3 separate regions of the Sus scrofa genome follow, and regions 1 and 3 are each linked to region 2. A link is a contact called in public promoter capture Hi-C data. All regions are on one chromosome and are shown on one strand. The core of a region is the stretch at or near the end of the contact, and the rest is flanking DNA. Distances in the headings are between cores, read along the strand shown. Region 1 holds the start of BOLA3 (bolA-like protein 3). Region 2 holds the start of DGUOK (deoxyguanosine kinase, mitochondrial). Region 3 holds the start of MOB1A (MOB kinase activator 1A).

Region 1 (2,700 bases), core at 182-2,681, 210 kb before region 2:
TGATCTGGAGGCTGAGAGCTTGAGGTGGGTGGGAGTGGTATTTGAATTCTGCAAAACTGCTCAAGAGTGTGTGACAGGCTAATCTACTGTTGAAGCAGAACTGGGAGTCTTTACAACTGATTTACTATCTTTGCTGTTGTTACTTCTCTTGTCTGGTAAGAGTCCGTCTGTTCCCACATACTTCTGTTTCCCTAAGATCATTAATTACTGAGACCCAAGATCTAACCCTTGTGGCCAGGCTTAGATCACAAATGACAGGCTGAAAATGGCTTATGTCAAAAATCCATGCCTGGTTCTCTGTTTCCGGGACCTTCTACCTATCTGCTTACACAACCCATCCAAGTGCAGCAGTGAACATACTGATTGCATAGGCAAAATGCAAGAGTAAAAAGAGCTGGTTCATCCTTCACGGTATACCAGACCACATGCTATATGCACATACTGCTAGAGAGAGAAAGGGCTTGGTTGAATTTCTGCTTCGAACTGTCTGAAGTATTCCAGACATGGGGCAGATTTGCTGACAATCCGTCCCTGATAGTGTCAGCTTCCCCTGCATTCTCAAAATGCCAAGGTCTGTGACTCCAAGCCTCCACCTCTGCTGAGCCGTGTCCTGCAGGCACCTTAAACTGAGGCAAATTCAAAACCAAGTTAGTCAATCCCCATCATCCCACGCCTAGCCCTCCTCCATCTATCCAAGTCAGAAACCTGAGCCTCATCCCTGCCACCTTCAGCCCTGCTACTTTCAGCCGGTCACTCCAGTCCATTCCTCCCAGGTGTCTCAATCTACTCCTCCCATCCCTGCTACCAGGTCTCCCCTTGGGTCTCCCCTCTCCTTCGGAACAGAAGCTGGGACTTCTGTCCTCCTCTCCAATTTCAGCCCCCTACTGTCTCCGCTCCTCAGTGATCTTTCTAAAGCACAAATCTGACAATGACTCCCCTCTTTAGAATCCTTCCCTGGTTCCTTCCTGGAGGGAGAAACCCAAGACCCTCTGTTTTGTTTTGTGTTTTTGTTTGTCTTTCTGTCTTTTCTAGGGTCGCTCCTGTGGAATATGGAGGTTCCCAGGCTAGGGGTCTAATCTGCCAGCCTACACCTGAGCCACAGCAATGCGGGATCCCAGCCGCATCTGCGACCTACACCACAGCTCACGGCAACGCCGGATCCTTAACCCACTGAGCAAGGCCAGGGATCAAACCCGCAACCTCATGGTTCCTAGTTGGATTCGTTAACCGCTGAGCCACGACGGGAACCCCCAAGACCCTCCGTTTAACAGCAGGGTGTGGGGTGGTGAGTGGGCACAGCGGCGGTCCACTTAGGGCACCAGGGTCCTTGGGACGAGGGGAAGTCCGAAGGCTGCATGGAGCCCCGGGTACTGGCTCTGTCCCCAGCCTGGGCAGCGGAGGCTGCTCGCGAGAGAAGGCGGAGGGCGGGGCCCCGGGCGTGCGGGGCGGCTCCCGGCCTCCAGACGGCAGGGGGCGGCCTCGCCCACGGCGGAGGTGGCTCGGGTTCCGGGTTCCGCGCCTTTTGGGAGACTCGGCGACCTCGGGCGGCGGGCCGCGTCGGCCGGGCATGGCTGCTTGGAGCCCGGCCGCGGCAGCGCCTCTGCTCCGCGGGAGCCGCGGGGTGAGCGCGGGCGGGGGCCGGGCTGCTCTCGCCGGGGCGGGAGACCGCGGGGCGGGCTGCGGCCAGAGCTGGAGCACCCGCTCGCGGAGGGCGGCGCGCCGAGCCGGGGGCCTCCGCGTTCTTTCTCTCATCCGTTGGTTCGTTCATCCAGCGGGCCCGGCTACGCGTAGTCGAAGTGTCAGGCCCGGCGCGGGCTGGGGGAGCTCCCGCGAACAGGGCGGGGGTGGAGGGCGAGGGGAACGGATGCGCAAACATTCTGAATACGGCGGCCACGGACCAAGCAGTGTTGATTTACCAGAGACGTGGGAGGCATAGCCGGGAGTCGCGGCGTGCATGCCAGGGACTGTGGCTGGGTCTGGGCTCCAGAACGTCCGCCCGGCTTCTGTGACCTTGACCCTCCCCAAATCCCACACTCCCCTAGTAGCAAGCCCGCAGAGGGCACTCCCCACGCGCTCTCCGAATTTTCTCTCCCCCTTTCTGATTCATCCACTTCTTTGGCTTTCTTCTCACATTCTTTCTTCTTTTGAACCTGCCTCCCCCAGGCATGACGAGCAATTCTCCTGGTGACTTCCAGCCTGGACAGTCCGCATTCCGGAGATTTTTGTCAGTAGATTGCTAGGTTTTTAAAAGCCACTGCCTGCAGATAGCTGAGATGAGGGAAGGTTTCTCCCAAGGAGTCAGCAGTGCCAACCACCCTGACCCCTTAGTGATTGCTTCTTCCGAGCCACCTGGTTACCCTCTGCCTTTGTCCCCCAGGGCACTGGCTTCAGGAGAGGTCCTAACCCCCCCACCCCATCTTACCCAGGCCCACAACATCAAGTGTCTGTCACATACAGCACTCAGTCTCCCTCCCAAGTCAGATCTTTCTCCTGACCTGCATTTCTGCTAAGTGTTAGAATCGAGATTTCTTTGCTGGTGATCCATAGGTATGCCCTGAATCACGTGGTTCTTCCCCTGTTCATTGATTCATTCATTCATCCATCACCCACATCTTCCGGAGGGCCTGCCCTGGGCAGTTCTGGAAGACTGCAGAACAGGACAGACTCAGTCTTGGCCTCTGAGACCAGTTGGTGAAAGAG
Region 2 (2,700 bases), core at 118-2,617:
CTTTGTTTAATTTATGTTGTTTACTGTCTCTCTCTCTCTCTACTAGAGCTCCCTGAGAGCAGAGATTTTTATTTGTTCTGTTCACTGCTGTGTCCTCAGGGACAAAACCACTGTGGGATTGTAGAAATTGCTCACAGGGCTATTTCTTGAATGCATAAAATGAGAAATTTTCAGTATGCTGCTAGAATGTCTTCAATACTTTACACTTGCTAATCCCTTTTCAGGGCTTAGCAGCTTAATAGGTAAAAGTCTTAAGTTAGAATTTAGTAACATTATATTGAAATGCTTTGCTTTCATTTTATTTAAGATCCAGTGGGTCTCTCACTGGATTGCCAGGTGAAATAAGGACACCCAGTTAAATCTGTATTTTAGTTTTTCTTTTCTTTTTTTTTAAGTGTATGTCCCAAATATTGCATGGGACACATACTAAAACATTATTCGTTATCTGAAACACTATTTTCAATGGGCATTCTTTTTTTCTCCCCTAAATCTGGCAATCTTATTATTACTATTATTATTATTTGTCTTTTTTTTTTTTTTTGCCTTTTCTAGGGCCGCACCTGCAGCATACGGAGTTTCCCAGGCTAGGGGTCTAATCGGAGCGGTAGCGGCCGGCCTACACCAGAGCCACAGCAACGCGGGATACGAGCCGCGTCTTCGACCTACACCACAGCTTATGAAAACGCCGGATCCCCAACCCACTGAGCGAGGCCAGGGATTGAACCCGCAACCTCATGGTTCCAAGTCGGATTCCTTAACAACTGAGCCACAACGGGAACTCCTAGCAACCTTATCTTAGGGGAAAAAAAAGAACTTGCACCCTGCTCCTTATTTCTATTTTGTTCTATCAAAACAAGCTAACTCTTGTCCTATCTGTGGACTGCGTGGCTTCTATGCCCCAATAAACGTGTCTCTGTGGGAGAGAACTGAGGCTTGACGCCTGAAAAATCAGAGTCAAAGGCCCAGAGTGCACTTAAGGGGAAAAGGCCTGGCAGCTCAGTCCGGCCACATCAGTCGGGGAGGGAGGGGGTTGCAAGCCCAGCTCCCTTTTGCAGCCTCTCAAGCACCTGCTCTGCGGAGGCCGAGGCTTGGCAGCTACTTTCTGGCCCTTACCAATGTTGCCTTCGATGGAGAGCCTTCGGGGCCCGCGCCCCGCGTGCAGACCCCTGGAGGGGGGCCCGCCCTTGACTGGGCTCTGAGCCATGGATTTGGAGGATGATCGCAGCAGCCTTAGATAGAGCCGAAGCGCGGTCATCACACCCACGATTCACGCAGCGATCACTTCCGCCGAGAGCCGTTCCGCCCCCGGTAGCGCAGTACACGCACTCCGGCGCGCCTTCTACGTCAGGCGATCGCCAGGCAGGAAGTGGGTGGGGTTGAGAGGACTGGAGGGGAGGGGCCAAAGGGAAGCTCTGTTCTCGCGATGTTCGTGGGAGGGTGTAACGAAAAGGAAGACGCCTGATGTAGGCAACGGGGAAGATTGCTGATGAGAGGTGCTGCTGTAGGATTTGCACCTTCTTTTTTGTTCACTGGACAAATAGCACTTAAAAAGAGACATAAATTAACGGTCTCAGCGCCTTTGCCTTTTTGTATCACTGTAACATAAATTTCACAACTGAAGACAAAAATAATTGTAATTTTAAGCGACTCCCCCACCCCCCGCCCCCACGTTGTCTGGTTTTTATTCTGACACAGGAAGAAGTTGGACGGTTTTCAGTAGGAAGAAGATGCAACCTGAAGATTTACACAAATTAACGTTTTCCCATGCCCTGTTAATTCGTGGCATAATGCTGGCACCTTTTTGAATACGTTAAATTCATCAACTACACCCCACCTCTTATTTTGCTTCTTGAATGGATAAACAAACTTTTGCCCCATCAATTTGCATAGTAGCCAAATATTCTGTAAGGATAAAGAGGGTGGAAGCTCAGGGACGCGTGTGGAACTCGTTTAAACCAGATAAACTGGGTTCTGTGGGCGTGAGCAATGGCGGAGGCGAGGTGGCTGGTGGGGATTCAGAATGGGATTTGTAAAAGCTTGGGAAAAGCCAGGATAAAGAGAGACTTTCTAATGCATAAATGTATAAAACTGGAATCCAGCAGTCGGTGGAGAATTGTGTTTTGCAGAAGGACAGGGACAATTCTGAGCTGCTGCCACCGGATGAGGCCCTAACAGGCTTTGTCCTGCCACACCCCATGGATGTAACGACTTTAGAACTAAGGATTTATGAAATGTTGTCAAATGATGCCTCCACCTTCCACAAGAGTCAAACCGGGAGGCAACAGGCAAACCAGCATTCTGGCAGCAATCTTAGATGAGGGAGGTTTTAGGAAACCATTCTGTTTGCCAGAATCAGTAGGGCGGGGCCAGTGACTGGGACAACTGTTTGCAAATCTGGCACAGGAATTTTTTCCTATATTAATGTTTATATGGGATGGCTGAAATGACATTAGTATACTATATTCCCATACAATCTAATTAAAAATAGAGTGTACATTTTATTCAGGATAGCCTGGGTGGGTCGCAGGCAGCTAAAGTCTATCCCATCCCCCACTCCCACTCCCACAGCTACTTCTGTGTAAGAATACTGCTTACCTTTCTTTCCTTTCCTTTCCTTTTTGTTTTTTTTCTTTCTGAGCCACAGCCACGGCATAGGGAAGTTCCTGGGTCAGGGGTCAGGAATTGAGTCCGGGCTGGAGC
Region 3 (2,700 bases), core at 184-2,683, 240 kb before region 2:
CTGGACTGACTGGTGTTGAGGAACAAAAGGAATGGAGGAATGCTGATGCTGTGGAGACGGTGGATGAAGACTGATACTGGACCAGGACCCCTTTTTGGATGATCCTTTGGGGGCCTGAGGCAACTTAAAGGAAGAGAGAGATAAATTTGTTTCAAATAGCCAATAAGCACTTGAAAAGATTCTTAACATCAGCCAACAGGGAAATGCAAATCAAAATCTGGAGCTACCACTTCGCACCCACGAGAACGGCTATAATAAAAAAGATACACAGTAACAAATGTTATCAAGGATGTGGAAATAGCAAAACCCTCAGTTATTCGCCAGTGGAAGGTAAAATAGTGCATCCAATTTAGAAAACAATCTGGCAGTTCCCCCCAAAGATAAATACATAGTTAGTATATGACCCAGTCATTCCCAGGCACATACCCAAGAGAAAAGAACACATTCATCCACACAAAATCCCACAGAGGAATGTTCCTAATGGCCTTATTCCTAATAGCCCCAAGCTGGAAACAACCACAAAGTCCATCAACAGATGAATGGATAAACAAAATGTGGTATATTTATACAATGGAATAGTGCTCATAATAAAAAATGAATGAAGAACAGATACCTGCTACAACAAGGATGAATCTTTCTATTTTTTCTTTTTAGGGCCATACCTGCGACACATGGAAGTTCCCAGGCTAGGGTTGAATCAGAGCTGCAGCTGCCCACCGGACTAGGCCACAGCCACAGCAATGCAGGATCCAACCGGTATCTGCAACCTACACCGCAGCTTGTGGCAACCCCACATCTTTAACCCACCAAGCGAGTCCAGGGATGGAACTCTCATCCTCATGCACACCATGCTGGGTTCTGACCTGCGGAGCTAACACAGGATCTCCAACATGGATGAATCTTGATAACATGATCAGGTAAAAGAAACTAATCACGAAGATTGTGCACATATTGTACAATTCCACTTATTTGAAATATCCAGATTAGGCAAACTCATATAAAAAGGTAGACTAGATGTCGCCAAGGGATGGGAGTAGGGAGGAATGGTGAGCGACTGCTAATGGGTACCCGTTTCCTTTGGAAGTGATGGGAAAATGTTCTAGAAATAGGTAATTGTTACCGCTCTACAAGTCCGAATATGTGGGAAAACCACTGAAGCATATTTTTAAAAACGGCGAATTTTATGCTGTGTAAATTACATCTCAACTTAAAAAATCAAATTAACGTTAAGTAAAAAATTTCGCACACATAGCCATCTGACATCTAGATAACTGGGACAAAATAGAGCTGCTTCAACCTGGACCACGCACATCAGCATCGCAGGCAGAGGATTCCAAGTCCAGGGCAACTTGTTCAGCGGAAGTCCCGGCGTAAAGGTCCCTGATTGGCTCAGGTGGAGGAGCCGGCCCAAGGAAAAGGGGCGTGCCGAGTCCCTCTCGGTGGGGCGGGGCTGAACGAAGCTTTCGCTCGCGAGATTTTGCTGGTTCCGCATTTCGGGTCCGTAAAGTCGGGGAGGAAGGCGAGGCGGGTGCAGTAGTTCGCACCTGCTTGCAGCGGCTTGACCCCGGCTGCGAGCTGCAGCGTCGCGGGCATCCGCTGTCCGCCGGCTGAGGACCTTCGGATCCCCCTCAGTCCCGCGCGGACTCCGAATCCTGACCTCGGCGGGGGCGAGCGGCCCCTCCCCTCCGCTCTGAGGATAGAAGATGAGCTTCCTCTTGTGAGTGTGGCCCGGCCCAGGGCTTCAGGGTTGAGGGGGCTGAGGGCCGAGGTCGTGGAGGGGGCCAGTGGGAGCCTGAGGAGAGGGCGGGTCCCGGGGTCGGGGCTGGCGTACCCGGCTCTTGCTTTGCCACCGCTCGGGGTCGCAGGGAAGCCTGGTTGTGGTCAGAGGCAGACGGAGGTGAAGGTCGAGGCAGAGGAAGCGGAGCGAGAAAGTTGGGGAGTAGGAAGGCCCCGAGGCCGGCGGCGCCGCCGAAACTTTTCCGCCCGAGTGCGCCTGAGGGCAGAGGGATGATCTAGGGGCGGAGCCATGGGCCCCGCTTGGGGCTTCCAATTTTTCTCCGGTCTCCAGCCTTTTGGTAACGATCCATACAGATTTGGCTTTTTACTCTACTATACGTCCCCCTTTATTGTCATCAGTATTCGGTTACCCCCGCGGAAAATGTGGAGTGCCGCAGTTTGAGAAGCTGAAAGTTAAGCTGGCGGCCTTGTGTCCAAATTCTGATCCAGCCCACTTTGTGAATTTGTATAATTAGCTAACTGCGTTTTAACTCGGTAGACTCTTATTTTAGAGATAACGTCTGGGCGCAAGTGCGGCTTAAATGGGAAAGTGTAACTCTGATGATTCTTAAGCACATTTAGCTTTGAGAAGCATTGCTCTAGCACCTTACGTGTTATTCTCAGGGGGCTCTTATTATTTTGCTTTAACATGTCTTGTATGAGCAAATACATATCCATTTTTAGTTATGGGCATTACCCACGTACTTGGCATTTTTTCCAAGTTTTATTAAATTACATAGTGTTTCATAACTACAGTTTACCCCATTTATTGTGAGAAATTTGGATTCTTTCTAATACTTTGCAGTTATAAAATAGCACTACTAAGAGTATCTTTGTCTAAATCGCTTTTTCCCTCTTTGGATTTTTTTTAAAGTATGATCACCATATCAAAAAATCCGATTTATATTTTAAAGTTTCCTTATT

What was found. Promoter capture Hi-C pulls out the DNA fragments that hold promoters and counts their contacts.
Region 1: a promoter capture Hi-C map of liver shows a contact between it and region 2, with 5 times the contacts expected there. A contact is called at or near these places in 2 of 5 promoter capture datasets (fetal skeletal muscle and liver), 3 of 47 Hi-C or Micro-C datasets (embryonic fibroblasts, heart right ventricle and liver) and 1 of 2 datasets of targeted methods (alveolar macrophages).
Region 3: a contact with region 2 is called in a promoter capture Hi-C map of liver, with 5 times the contacts expected there. A contact is called at or near these places in 2 of 5 promoter capture datasets (fetal liver and liver) and 1 of 2 datasets of targeted methods (alveolar macrophages).

What each region holds. Positions count from the first base shown.
Region 1 is chr3:68,882,016-68,884,715 of Sscrofa11.1, forward strand. It overlaps BOLA3 (bolA-like protein 3), which reads left to right and starts at 1,432. Exons shown (of 4, transcript XM_003481180.4): 1 at 1,432-1,621. The coding sequence starts at 1,568.
Region 2 is chr3:69,089,999-69,092,698 of Sscrofa11.1, forward strand. It overlaps DGUOK (deoxyguanosine kinase, mitochondrial), which reads right to left and starts at 1,368. Exons shown (of 6, transcript XM_021087369.1): 1 at 1,114-1,368.
Region 3 is chr3:68,851,036-68,853,735 of Sscrofa11.1, forward strand. MOB1A (MOB kinase activator 1A) reads left to right here and starts at 1,434. Exons shown (of 6, transcript XM_021087363.1): 1 at 1,434-1,717. The coding sequence starts at 1,704.